Linked DNA regions of Mus musculus: all the other regions are linked to region 3. Evidence: chromatin contacts called from public capture Hi-C and promoter capture Hi-C data. All regions are on one chromosome and are shown on one strand. The core of a region is the stretch at or near the end of the contact, and the rest is flanking DNA. Distances in the headings are between cores, read along the strand shown.

Evidence for each region. Promoter capture Hi-C pulls out the DNA fragments that hold promoters and counts their contacts. Capture Hi-C pulls out chosen DNA fragments and counts their contacts.
Region 1: a promoter capture Hi-C map of hippocampal neurons shows a contact between it and region 3, with 6 times the contacts expected there. The contact joins the promoter of Pram1 here to the promoter of Zfp799 in region 3. A contact is called at or near these places in 5 of 39 promoter capture datasets (the 3T3-L1 cell line, hematopoietic stem and progenitor cells, hippocampal neurons and 1 more) and 1 of 115 datasets of contacts at active chromatin or transcription factors (memory CD8 T cells).
Region 2: a contact with region 3 is called in a promoter capture Hi-C map of liver, with 4 times the contacts expected there. The contact joins the promoter of Zfp81 here to the promoter of Zfp799 in region 3. A contact is called at or near these places in 7 of 39 promoter capture datasets (the 3T3-L1 cell line, embryonic stem cells, hematopoietic stem and progenitor cells and 2 more) and 1 of 9 other capture datasets (pancreatic islet).
Region 4: a capture Hi-C map of macrophages shows a contact between it and region 3, with 3 times the contacts expected there. The contact joins the promoter of Zfp101 here to the promoter of Zfp799 in region 3. A contact is called at or near these places in 6 of 39 promoter capture datasets (the 3T3-L1 cell line, cranial neural crest, hippocampal neurons and 1 more), 2 of 115 datasets of contacts at active chromatin or transcription factors (bone marrow-derived macrophages and large pre-B cells) and 2 of 9 other capture datasets (adipose tissue and macrophages).

The regions. Positions count from the first base shown.
Region 1 is chr17:33,636,671-33,639,370 of GRCm38.p6, forward strand. It overlaps Pram1 (PML-RAR alpha-regulated adaptor molecule 1), which reads left to right and starts at 1,386. Exons shown (of 10, transcript NM_001002842.2): 1 at 1,386-1,507. The coding sequence starts at 1,505.
Region 2 is chr17:33,357,494-33,360,366 of GRCm38.p6, forward strand. It overlaps Zfp81 (zinc finger protein 81), which reads right to left and starts at 1,385. Exons shown (of 4, transcript NM_207541.1): 1 at 1,241-1,385. The coding sequence starts at 1,243.
Region 3 is chr17:32,828,913-32,831,612 of GRCm38.p6, forward strand. Zfp799 (zinc finger protein 799) reads right to left here and starts at 1,349. Exons shown (of 4, transcript NM_177359.5): 1 at 1,177-1,349. The coding sequence starts at 1,179.
Region 4 is chr17:33,393,161-33,396,105 of GRCm38.p6, forward strand. Zfp101 (zinc finger protein 101) reads right to left here and starts at 1,477. Exons shown (of 4, transcript NM_009542.2): 1 at 1,328-1,477. The coding sequence starts at 1,348.

The DNA.
Region 1 (2,700 bases), core at 136-2,635, 810 kb after region 3:
AGTGCTGGAATTAAAGGCGTGCGCCACCACTGCCCGGCTTCATTGTATTTTTACAAGGCACTGCAACAATAGCCTTAAACTACCAGACTTTCCAATCCTCCTGCTTTTAACTCCCAAGTGCTGTTTTATGAGATTCTAGAAATCAGATTTAAGGCTTTGTACATGCTATATAAGTACACTACCAACAGAGCTACAAACTTTGGATTTAGTTTATGTTATCTTCCTTCACAGGGTCTCAACTTTCCAGCCGGGGGATGGTCATGCACTTAATATCCTCTTCTCCCACATGCGAGGATTACGGATGTGTGCCACTATACCTGGGTAGAACATGTACTTTTTTGGTTACGTTTCTGAGTCAGGGTCTCATTATGTAGTGCTGGCTGGCCTGAAATTCACTATGTAGATTAGGCTAACCTTGGAAATGTAGTGAACTTCCTGCTTCTGCTGGGATTACAAGTATGCACCACTACGCCAGTTGCTTAGAGCATGTACTTTGTGACTCCAGGGACATAGACACATGTACACTCATCTATACACCAGAACCATCCTGCTAGGGTGTAAGTAGTCCTCCTCCTTGGACCACATCCCAGACTGGTGACATCAGAATCTCTGGAAGATATTTTTTTAACAGCTCAAAGAATTCTATTCTGTTCCCAAACTGAGAATCATACCTCTGAACCCTGCTGAGTGTTCTTTGTTCCTGTGGACTGAATCACGTGTCAGGGCTCTCCTTTCCTATATCTACCTTTGTCCCACTTTGGGCTTCATTTTCCTGCAATCCAGTTTTCTTGTTTCTCCTCTCTCTGCTTCCTTTAACCACTGTGAACTTGAGAGGTCCTAAAACCCCATACCTTCACAGCAACAGTGATGTCCCTTCAGCCCAGGACTTAGACATCTTTTAATGCCACCCACCCATAAGTCTGCTTATCCCAGTTGATGATGCTTTGGGTGCATAGCCCTGGCTGATGGGGCATTTGTCACCTTAACAGGGAAGTCCTGTTGAGAGTACAAATGGTGAAACAAGGTAGATGAAGCAATACAGGAGGACAGATATGTCCTCACCATTGCAACAGCCATATCCTAGGTCTACCTCTTTAGAGACGTCTTAAGACCCAGAGAAAGCCATAAAATCCCCACTAAGGTGCTGTGACTGTCCTGAGTTTGTCCTAAGCTTGCCTCTTCAGAGACAAAGCTTGTCAGGACCCCAAAGTGTTAAAACTAAGGGGGACAATAGGGAATCAAGAGGCTAGTAGGAGCTAGGAAACTTGTGCTTTATAGATGTGCTTAGGTCTAATGACCTGACTTTGGGGACAGTAGTGGACAGGCAGGAACTCAAGGAGGGGACAGAAAGGCTATCTCCGCCTCCTTCCTCCTCTGCCCTCCCCAGCCCAACAGCTCCGACTTGGTGTGTCAGCCCGTGGAGCAGAAACCACACTTAACTTCCTCAAGGCAGAAGCCTAAGCTCAGAGCTCATTCACCCTGTGGTTCATCATCCCCTGAAGCCATGGTGAGTCCTCAAGCCCCCATTGGAAGTTCATTCAGGTAACAAGGGTCCCAAGTAGAAACTGGGGAACTGGTAAATATGCCCTCATGGGTAACCTAGCAGAACAGAGCTAGAACAGTCTTGGGGATGAGATGGCACAGGAAAAGATAAGAAACAACCAAGGCATAATAGCTTGAGCTCTTGTGGACCAGCTTTGTATCTGTGACTGCAAGGCAGTGTGGTGCTGGTTGGGTCTGCCTGGAATGATATACCCTCAATCCAGGTCAGCAGCTGGGATATAAGCAGAGGTTTCCTGTGAAGTGATTAAATGGGTCACGCACCTGCTACACCAGTCCCCATCTCCAGTCCGTTACCCAAGCTGTGCTCTGCTAAACCCTTCCTTATCTACCCTTGTGGTCATCAACTCACTTAGACTGGGGCTTCAACAAAGAAATGTCTGACCCCAGGCAAGAATTGCTTCCTTCCCAGAGATCCTTCTGAGTCCATCTCTAGATAGATTTACAAGGTTCTGTCCTCTCTGTCCTCCAATCTTTTTTACCCTTGGTGAAGATAGGCTGGGGATATCTACCAGCACCTATGGCAAAGAGCAGGTCAGACTTGAGAGCACCAGAAATGTTCTAAACATATCATATAGTGCCTGTACATTTGGGGAGCCTCCCTTCTGGTCCTCATGAGACATGTCAGGGACTATGACACCTAATACCCACATCTTAGATAGATGTATGTAGAGCTTGTTAACTTAGTTAGAATGGCTAGCCAACAAGCCCTAGAGGGCCTCCTGGCCTAAGCTCTCCAGAGCTAACTAGGATGACAGGTACTGCTCCTGACTTTGTTATGTATGAGTACTGAAGCTAGAACTCAGGCTTGCATGACAAGTACTTTACCTACTGAGAAATCTCTCTAGTCCCCCCAACTAAATTTTAACAATTTATAGTCAAAATGGGTATGGTGGTATACACCTGTAATGCCAGCACTCAGATGGCTGAAGCAGTAGAACTGTTGAATCCCAGCCTGGGCTACATAGTGAGAAACTGACTTAAAATAAACAAAAAACAAAAAAAGGAAAGGAAAGGAAAAAGGAAAAAGGGAAAAGGGAAAGGGAAAGGAAAGAAAAAGAGAGGGGGGCGAGGAGAGGAAGAGAGAAGAGGAGAGGAGAGAAGAGAGAAGAGAAAAAGAAAAGCAAGCAAGCAAGCTAA
Region 2 (2,873 bases), core at 135-2,634, 530 kb after region 3:
AGAATTCAGAATGCCGAATAAATAGTTCAACTTAATGGCTCAAACACAAGGTCTTAGGAAAACAACAAAATGTCAGACTTAAGAGCAAAAGACAGCAAGAAGTAAAAAATAAGTTGAAAAATTATTGAAATTGACTCAAAGAATACACACAGTCAATGTCAATCTCAGAAATGGTTCTTTTAAAAAACAGTAAAATAGGCAAAACTGTAGTCAAGCTAACAAAAAAGAGGGAAGAGACAAATTAATAAAGTCATAAATTAGGGGAGGTTGCAAGAGACTAAAAAAAAAAAAGACAGGAAAAAAGAAAAGCAGTGGACCATTTGGTAGTATTTTGAAAAAAATACCCCCCACGAGGAAAAGAAATATATGCAAGAAATGGTTTGATTCTGAGTCGCATACAACAAGCTAAAATTAAATCAAGAGGATATAAACAACTTACGAATATTCATAACGATGAGATAGAAACAGATATAACCCTCTCATCCCTTCTGTTCAAGTCCACAGCCAAAGAATCTACCACGTTTTTGTTTGTTTTTACAATTAAATTATTCATCCCATCTCATGCTTTTTTTTTTACAGCCAGCAATGCTAGAAGAAAAAAAAAATTCCCCCAAATTTCACCTGTGCCTAGACAATTAATTGCCCAATTGGTTGGTGAATCCAAACAATTTTGAAGCAAATTGAAAATCCTCTCTTCCTTGCAAGCCGGAGCATTCCTCCCACTCTCAGCCCAGAGGGAGCAAACAAATCCTCCTGCATTAACGCTAACAGCAAAAACCAGGATGCGGGATAGGTTTACAGTTCATTGGTAAAAGGATTGCCTAGAATGAGCAAAGCCTGAGGTTCGATGCCCACGAAGGAAGGAAGGAAGGAAGGAAGGAAGGAACGAACAGCGTTTATCAAAGCCCCTCACAACAGTCTAAATGCTACAGAGCATCACGCCAACTCGCCAGCGATGCAGTCTGGAGAGGCGCTGTCTCACCCGAGAGCACAGCGGACTAGAAGACACTGCTTCAGAAGGGGGGCGGGGCAGGGCAGGGCCGGACCGACAGGACCAGACCCCAGGCTCCCCGCTGCCTGCTCTGCACGGAATTAAAACGCACGTGGGTGAGAGGGCGCGGGTGACAGACTCCTGCACAGAATCAGGCGAACGTCAGTGCCGCGGCACCACACAGGGACAAAGCCTCCGCGATGTCACCAACGTGCCACGCACGACTCCAGGAACACAGGGCACACTCACCATTTCCTGATTTCACACGCGAGCAGTGTGCTTCCTAAAGGGCCTACAATCAGCAGAAGGGACAGCGACTCAGGCCAAGTCACCACCTGCCTCCCTGGAGCTACACAGGACTCAAACAGGGCGGCAATGGCGGCACCCTCTGACTATCCATGCTCCTCATTGGGCAGTTCATGCAGGAAAGTAACAACGTCCCTGATTGGTGAACGGTACCGACCCGCCTCTTTAACTCTTTTCAGCGCGTTTAAATGGAACTCACCCGGCAAACTGACTACAGAACCTCCCTAACTCTGGCTCCCCCAAACCCCTGGAGTAAACCCGGAGTATATTTGGTGTCATTCTATTTAAAGAGAATATACTTCGGGGTTTTTAGAGCACACATTTAGTTCTTCGTGTGAGTTCCTCGTGCCTTTCCGCTTACTCACACTACTTTTTTTGTGAACATTCAGGACTCAGTGACATTAGGACAAAGCCAATGACACACATCCCTACCTCCAGTTTTAGCGATAGAGGCTTGGCCGGCTTTTTACGTGGGTTCTGGGGATCCAAACGCAGATCCTCATGAAGGATAATCAGGCATTTTACCAACCAACCCATCTCACCAGCGCTTCTTTGGGCTTGTACTATAGGTGGTCATTACGCTGCTTACTGTACAGTGTTTGGGTTTTATAACGTACAGAGAATGCTGAATTCAGAATATATCTTCAACATGAAGAACTTGTGCGGTGGTTAAGATTAGAGATGCATTTCACCAAACTCCTAGAAATAGTGTTTGTGGATTTGGTTTATTTCGGCTAGAACTTCAATGTGGCTGTAGAATACACTGTCCCACTTCTGAATATTAAGATGTGGAGCACTTGTTACTCTTACAGAGGCCCTGGGATTGCTTTCAATCATCCACACGATCGTTTGAAAACATCTTAACTCCAAGAGCTTCATCACCTTTTTAATTCACAGGCACCAGGTTCTCACATGGTGCACATACATACATTCATACACATATAAAAATAATCTTAAAATTTTAAAAGAAGTATATATGAAACCAGATATAGGAGAAAGAGTCATTATAACTTTTAAGAGAGAATGTAAATTAATACAGACACAAAAATAAAGTATGAAGATTTCTAAGAACAAACAAACAAAAACAACTTAAAATTGTTTAGCATGGTGGTACAGACCTTTAATTACAGGACTTTGGAGGCAAGAAGTTAAAGGTCATTGTGAAGAAAAGGAAGAGGAAGAGGAGGAGGAGGAAGAGGAAGAGGAGGAGGAGGAGAGAGAAAGAAGGAAGGAAGGAAGGAAGGAAGGAAGGAAGGAAGGAAGGAAGGAAGGAAGGAAAGAGAGTTCCAGGACAGCCAGGGACACACAGAAACCATTCTGAAAACAAACAAACAAACAAACAAAACCTCAAAACTAAAGGTCACAAACTAAAACCAGCACCCTTTGCTAGGAAAGAGAAAGGAAAGAATTTTACTATACATAAGAAATGAATGGACATGGACTGGAGAGATGGCTCAGAAGTTAAGAGCACTGGCTGCTCTTCCAGAGGTCCTGAGTTCAACTTATAGCCATCACACAGTGGTTCATGACTATCTATAATAGGATCTGGTGCTGTCTTGTGGCCTGTAAGCATATA
Region 3 (2,700 bases), core at 99-2,598:
AAGTCATGGAATTTAGAGGAAACTTCCCTTGAGTGAAACCCATAGGCATGTTCTCATAGGACTAGCGGATGTCACTGAAATGTGAGAGAAGACAGGGTGGGGTGGGGCTGTTCTGGGATACTCTGTGCTTTGGGAACTATCAGCTTTCTGGCCTACATGACTGTTTTGTTAAGCAAAAACTCTGCACTGGTTTATTCTGAATATCAATATCAACAAAGAACAAATAAAGGCACAATTTAATAATCTGTCTCAATAATGACGCCTGACAATATACCAAATCATATATACATGCACATAAAACTCACCAGCCTAACCAGATATAACCCCCTGCCTGAGACTATAGAAACTGCAACAAGCTGGTTGACGGGTCATAGGGTCAATTGTCAAAAGCCAGAAAACTTATCACAGGAAAAGCCCCGTCTCTACCCTAGGACTCCAGCTCTAGGACCTCAGCTCACTTCAAACAGGCCTTCTAACAACAGCCTGTGCTCGGAACGTGCATTGGACATTCTACACCCTCACTGATAAGTCTTACCAGTTCTCTGCCTCCAACTTGAGAACCTCCTATATTTTCAGCCTTTCTAACCATTTAGTAACTTGCACTTTGTATACCATTGTGTTAAATGGTCATGTGTTACCTGCCTATTGATAGTAATACTTAAGATAGGGATAAATGCATCGTGGTTGCCAATGGCCAGCTCTCAAGGATAACCAGGTGTACTCATCAAATCCTAGCCGATAAAGGCTGAGAAATGACTGACTGTTAAGTAAATTGGGACACTGAGCAGACATAAATGCAGCCTACTTTTTTTTTTTTTTTTTTTTTTTTTTTTTTTTTTTTGACAACGTGCATAGAACCCGGGCTCACCTCGCGGTTTTCCTACAAATCCCCTTACAAGAGCCCAAACCCACGGTTCCCCACGACTCTCCGCCTACACCTCCCAGACTGCGGAGACGCAGGCTGCAAGCGCCCAGCTGACCTGAGACCCCGCAGCACTGAGCTCTCAGCAAAGGACAGGACCGCAGCTCTGCCTGCTGGTCCAGCTCCATCCAGAGGGACCCGGGCAGCGCGGCCCAGCAGAGCAGATGAGATGCAGACTCAGCTGCCCTGGAAGGCCGCGTCCCCACTGCCGCCTCCGCTTACAGTAGCCTCCTCCCTACAGCCTGCGCACGCACCATTTCCAGTCACCGGGTGTCCAGGTGACCTCCTGCGATTCCCGCTGTCAGTAGGGGGGACAGAGATACCGAGGAGAGAGACCTGGGGGCCGCAGTCAAAGACACAGGACGACAATATGGCGGGGACACACAATGGCACCCCAAATGTTGTGCTTTCTACGTCACCGAAGACCGAAACTCCTCATTGGGCAGTTCACACAGCTACCAAACGTTCTCCTTGATTGGCCAACAATCCGTGAGCCTGCCTCCTGAATCCTGAGTGACAATAGAAACATCTCCTTCCTCCCTGGAAGACTTCACAGTTGACCCTGGTTCCTACTCTGGAGAGCACCTGGCCCCACCAAGGTTTTTTCTCAGATGCACTACTTTTATCGTTCCTTTTTGGTACATTTATTTATAGCTCATGTTTCAATATCACCACACAAGATATTTTGATGATCCCAGAAGGGCAAAAGTCAAAGGGTTGGGGCTAGGGAGATGGCTCCTTTGAAGTTCTTCTGGAGAACTCGGGTTGGCTTTCCAGAACCTCATCGTGGTTCACAATTGTCTGTAACTCTTAATTCCAGGGGATCTGATGCCTGATGCCCTATTTTTGCCTCCAAGGGCACCATGCATGCAATGGGTGCACAAACCATACCTGCAGGAAAAATATACCTGCACACACACACAAAATAATAAAATGAAAAAAATAAAAATAATCAGCCTCCTTCCTCAAAAGCACAGGTCTTCCAAACCCCCTCATGTATCATCTCATCAAACAAGCAAGCGACAACAAATTTCTGCTTTGTGTTGGCCAGCTGCTCCCACATACGGGGCCTCATTTGGAGTGTGGTTGATGTTCCCTGTGTCACTCCATTAAGGAAAAACAATTTTCGCTCTCCTAGCATCTTGATTAGGAGTGGGACTTTGCTACCACTTCCCCTTCCCTGGGCTGGGATTTTTGTCTAACTTTATTGAACTTATGTAGGTCTTGTACATGTAGCCACTGTCTCTCTGAGTTCTTATGTGCACCAACCCTGCTTATCTGGAAAACACTGTTTTCTTGAAGTCACCCATCTCCTCTGGTCTTACAAACATTACACTGCCTCTTCTACAGAGATCTCTACCTTCATTAGATTTTTTTTTCCTTTTTTGATTCTTCAGCTAAGACAGTAAGAAATATGATGTCATACAGACCCTAAGAAAACACAAATGCCAGCCCAGGCTACTATATCCAGCAAAACTCTCAATTACCATAGATGGAGAGAGCAAGATAGTCCATGACAAAAACAAATTTACACAATATCTTTCCAAAAATCCAGACCTAAAAAGGATAATAGAAGGAAAACTCCAACACAAGAAAGGAAAGTACACCCTAGAAAAAGCAAGACAGTAATCTTCTTTCAACAAACCCAAAAGAAGACAGCCACACAAACATAATTCCACCTCAAACAACAAAAATATCAGGAATCAACAATCACTATTTCTTAATATCTCTTAACACCAATGGACTCAATTCCTCAATAAAAAGACATAGACTAACAG
Region 4 (2,945 bases), core at 227-2,726, 560 kb after region 3:
TTACTTAGTATGGAGACGCCCCCCCACCCCCACCCTCGGTCCCAGCACCAGCACCACATCAAAGCAAGTGTGCTGGCTCATGCCTTGAAATCCTAAAACCTGAAGGCAGGAGGATCCCAAGTTCAAGGTCATCTACATATGGAGTTTCATGATAGCCAGGGATCTATGAAACCCGGTTTTAAAATAAAAGTAAAAGTAAAAATAAATGAAGCCGAAGAAATGAGTCAACAGGCAAAAGCAGTCGTCAAGCATGCGTTGTGACCTGTGTTTGATCCCTGAACCCAGGGAATGGACAGGAGAACCAACTCCAACCCCACAAGGGAGTCCTTTGACCTGCACAGTATATACTATGGCACGGGAGCCCAAAGATTGGCTCACCACACATGAACAACACTAATAAAATTTGAAATGTTTTGTGCACTCAAACCAACTCTCAAAAAAATACCTCATCCAGAAGATAGAAGACACGTATGTTTTTCTCCCAGATGGCCCCTGTCCACACTTTCCCTAGTCGCAAATTACACTGTCTAGAAAAACGATTTACATAAGGGCAAAGGAAACAACCGAAGATGTTAATATTTTTCTAGAGGACTGTAATCTTGGTAAATACTAATTAAGGAGCCCACCTTGTAGGGCATGATGGTGCTCGCATCTAAACTGCAGTTCTCAGGAAGCAGAAGCAGGCAGATCTCTTGAGTTCAAGGTAGGCCTGGTCTACGTAATGAGTTCCAAGAAAGGAAAGAAGACAAACAAACACACATTACAGGCAGAGGCAGGAGAATCTCTGAGTTCGAAGCCAGCCTGGTCTACCAAGTGAGTTCCAGGGTAGCCAGGGCTACTGAGAAACCCTGTCTGAAAAACAAAGAAATCAACCAATCAAAAACTCACCAGCACCACTGCCACCAAAAGCACATTACATATTCCTTCTCTTTGGAGAAGCAGCCTAGAGCAAAACTAATACAAAATCAAGGAGACCTCAGAAAACAATAAAGCAGGCCAAACGCAAGTGCAAGGTCAGACCAGCAGTAACGCTCAACACCCACGTCCTTTCACTACACTGACCAGACCGCATCACCAACCCGTGAGCGCTGCAAAGTCTGCAGGGTGCAGGACCACCGAGCTCATTCCCCATGATAGCCAAGGGACTGGGATAAAGCAGTTTTACAGCGACAGGGCAGGAGGAGCCTCCGACTCCTGGCTCCGCCGGTGCCAAGCTCCACCTCGAACTGCAGCACAGCGCCAGAGGAACGTCGGGTCGGCGGTGCCAAGCTGCGCCAGGCTACGTCAAAGCCGCGGCCCACGACTCCGGGAGCAACCGTGTACTCACCATTTCCAGCTTCGGACGCATGCGGGGGTCCTTCGGAAGAGCCTGCCGACAAAATAGGTGGCACTGACTGAAACCAGCTGTCACAACACCTCACAAAAGCTACACGGGATTCAAAAATGGAGCCAGGGGCAGAAACTTCAGAACATCCGTGTTCCTCATTTGACAGTTCCAGCAAGGAAGTAACAGCGGCTCTGATTGGCGAAAGATGCTGGACCCGCCTTCTTATTCGTGAGTAGCAGGATCAACAACCTCTCCCATACTTGACGCAAATGGGGAAAAAAAAAAAAAAAAAAAAGATAGAGCAACACCCAATCTTAACCCAGACGTTCCGTTTGGAGTAAATATGTGGGATCCTTGCATTTAAGCACGACGCCTTCTGGGATTTTAGTGCACGCACTCGCTTTGTCGTGTACTCAGTGGGCTTCTACTGTTTCACATAAAATAGCGCTACAGATTGGCTCTGGACATCCCAGACTCAGTGTAGGGAAAGGAAAACCCATGACCCCAAACAGAGAAGGTTACCCGGTCAGGAGAGGACAGTGCCAATAATGAGTGCCAACTTAAGAATCTGAGATGAGGCAAATGGACTTTTGCACCTATATTTTTTGAAAGTTAAGATTTAAAATGTTGATTGAGCCCCAGGTTTGAAAGAAACCTGTACAAATATGTTAAAGCTTTGTCTGAAGAAATAATATTTTAAAACACGTTTGATAAAGACATATGCTTTTGCAAATGTCTCTTCTTACAGGCTTTACTTGGACTACTTCTGGGTATTGAACATTATTACTATAAACCAAGCCAAGAGCAGAAAGCAACATATATGAATTAATAATGTAAATAGAAAAAAACTTGTAAGCAAAGAAGAGGCTTTCGCTCCGGTACTGGTTGGCCTTTTGTCGACTTGATGTTAGTGGGGGTCATCTGAGAGAAGGGAACTCAACTTAGAAATGCCTCCATTAGATTGGCTATAGGCAAGACTGTAGAATATTTTTGGATTAAAGAATGATGTGTGTGTGTGGGGGGGGGGGGGTTTCCAATCTACTGTATTAATGCATACTTAGGTAGATAGGCCTAGGCTGTATAAAAAGGGAGAGTGAACATGCAGTATTTCCCCATGACCTCTACTTCAGTTCCCACCTCCAAATTTCTTCTTGAGTCCTGTGATGATTATTTTTCTGGTTGTCAACTTGACTCTGTTAGTCATGAAATCAAATCTGGGAATGGAGGACATACCTGTGAGAACTTTTTGCTTGCTTTGGAGTCGGTGATTCTGCTTCAGGTCTGGACCTTTGAGGTAGGGAGTCCCAGGCCTTTGAACCAAACCTTGAATCAGCTCTAATCTAGGCTACAGGCTTTGCTAGAGCTGGACGAGGAAGCTTCTGCTCCTGCCTGCTTGCCCTAGCCTTGCTAGCATGTCCATTCCTTCACTGGCATCAGAACCTTACTTTTTAGGGATTCCAGCATAAGCTGAAGACCAGCTGAGACATTTAGCCTCGTGGTCTGAGAAACTACAGGATTCTTGGGCTTTCCATCCACAGCCAACCATTGTTGGATTAGCTAGACCGCAGCCTGTGAGTCTTTCCAGTAAACCCCTTTTCTATACATATAGAAAGATTCA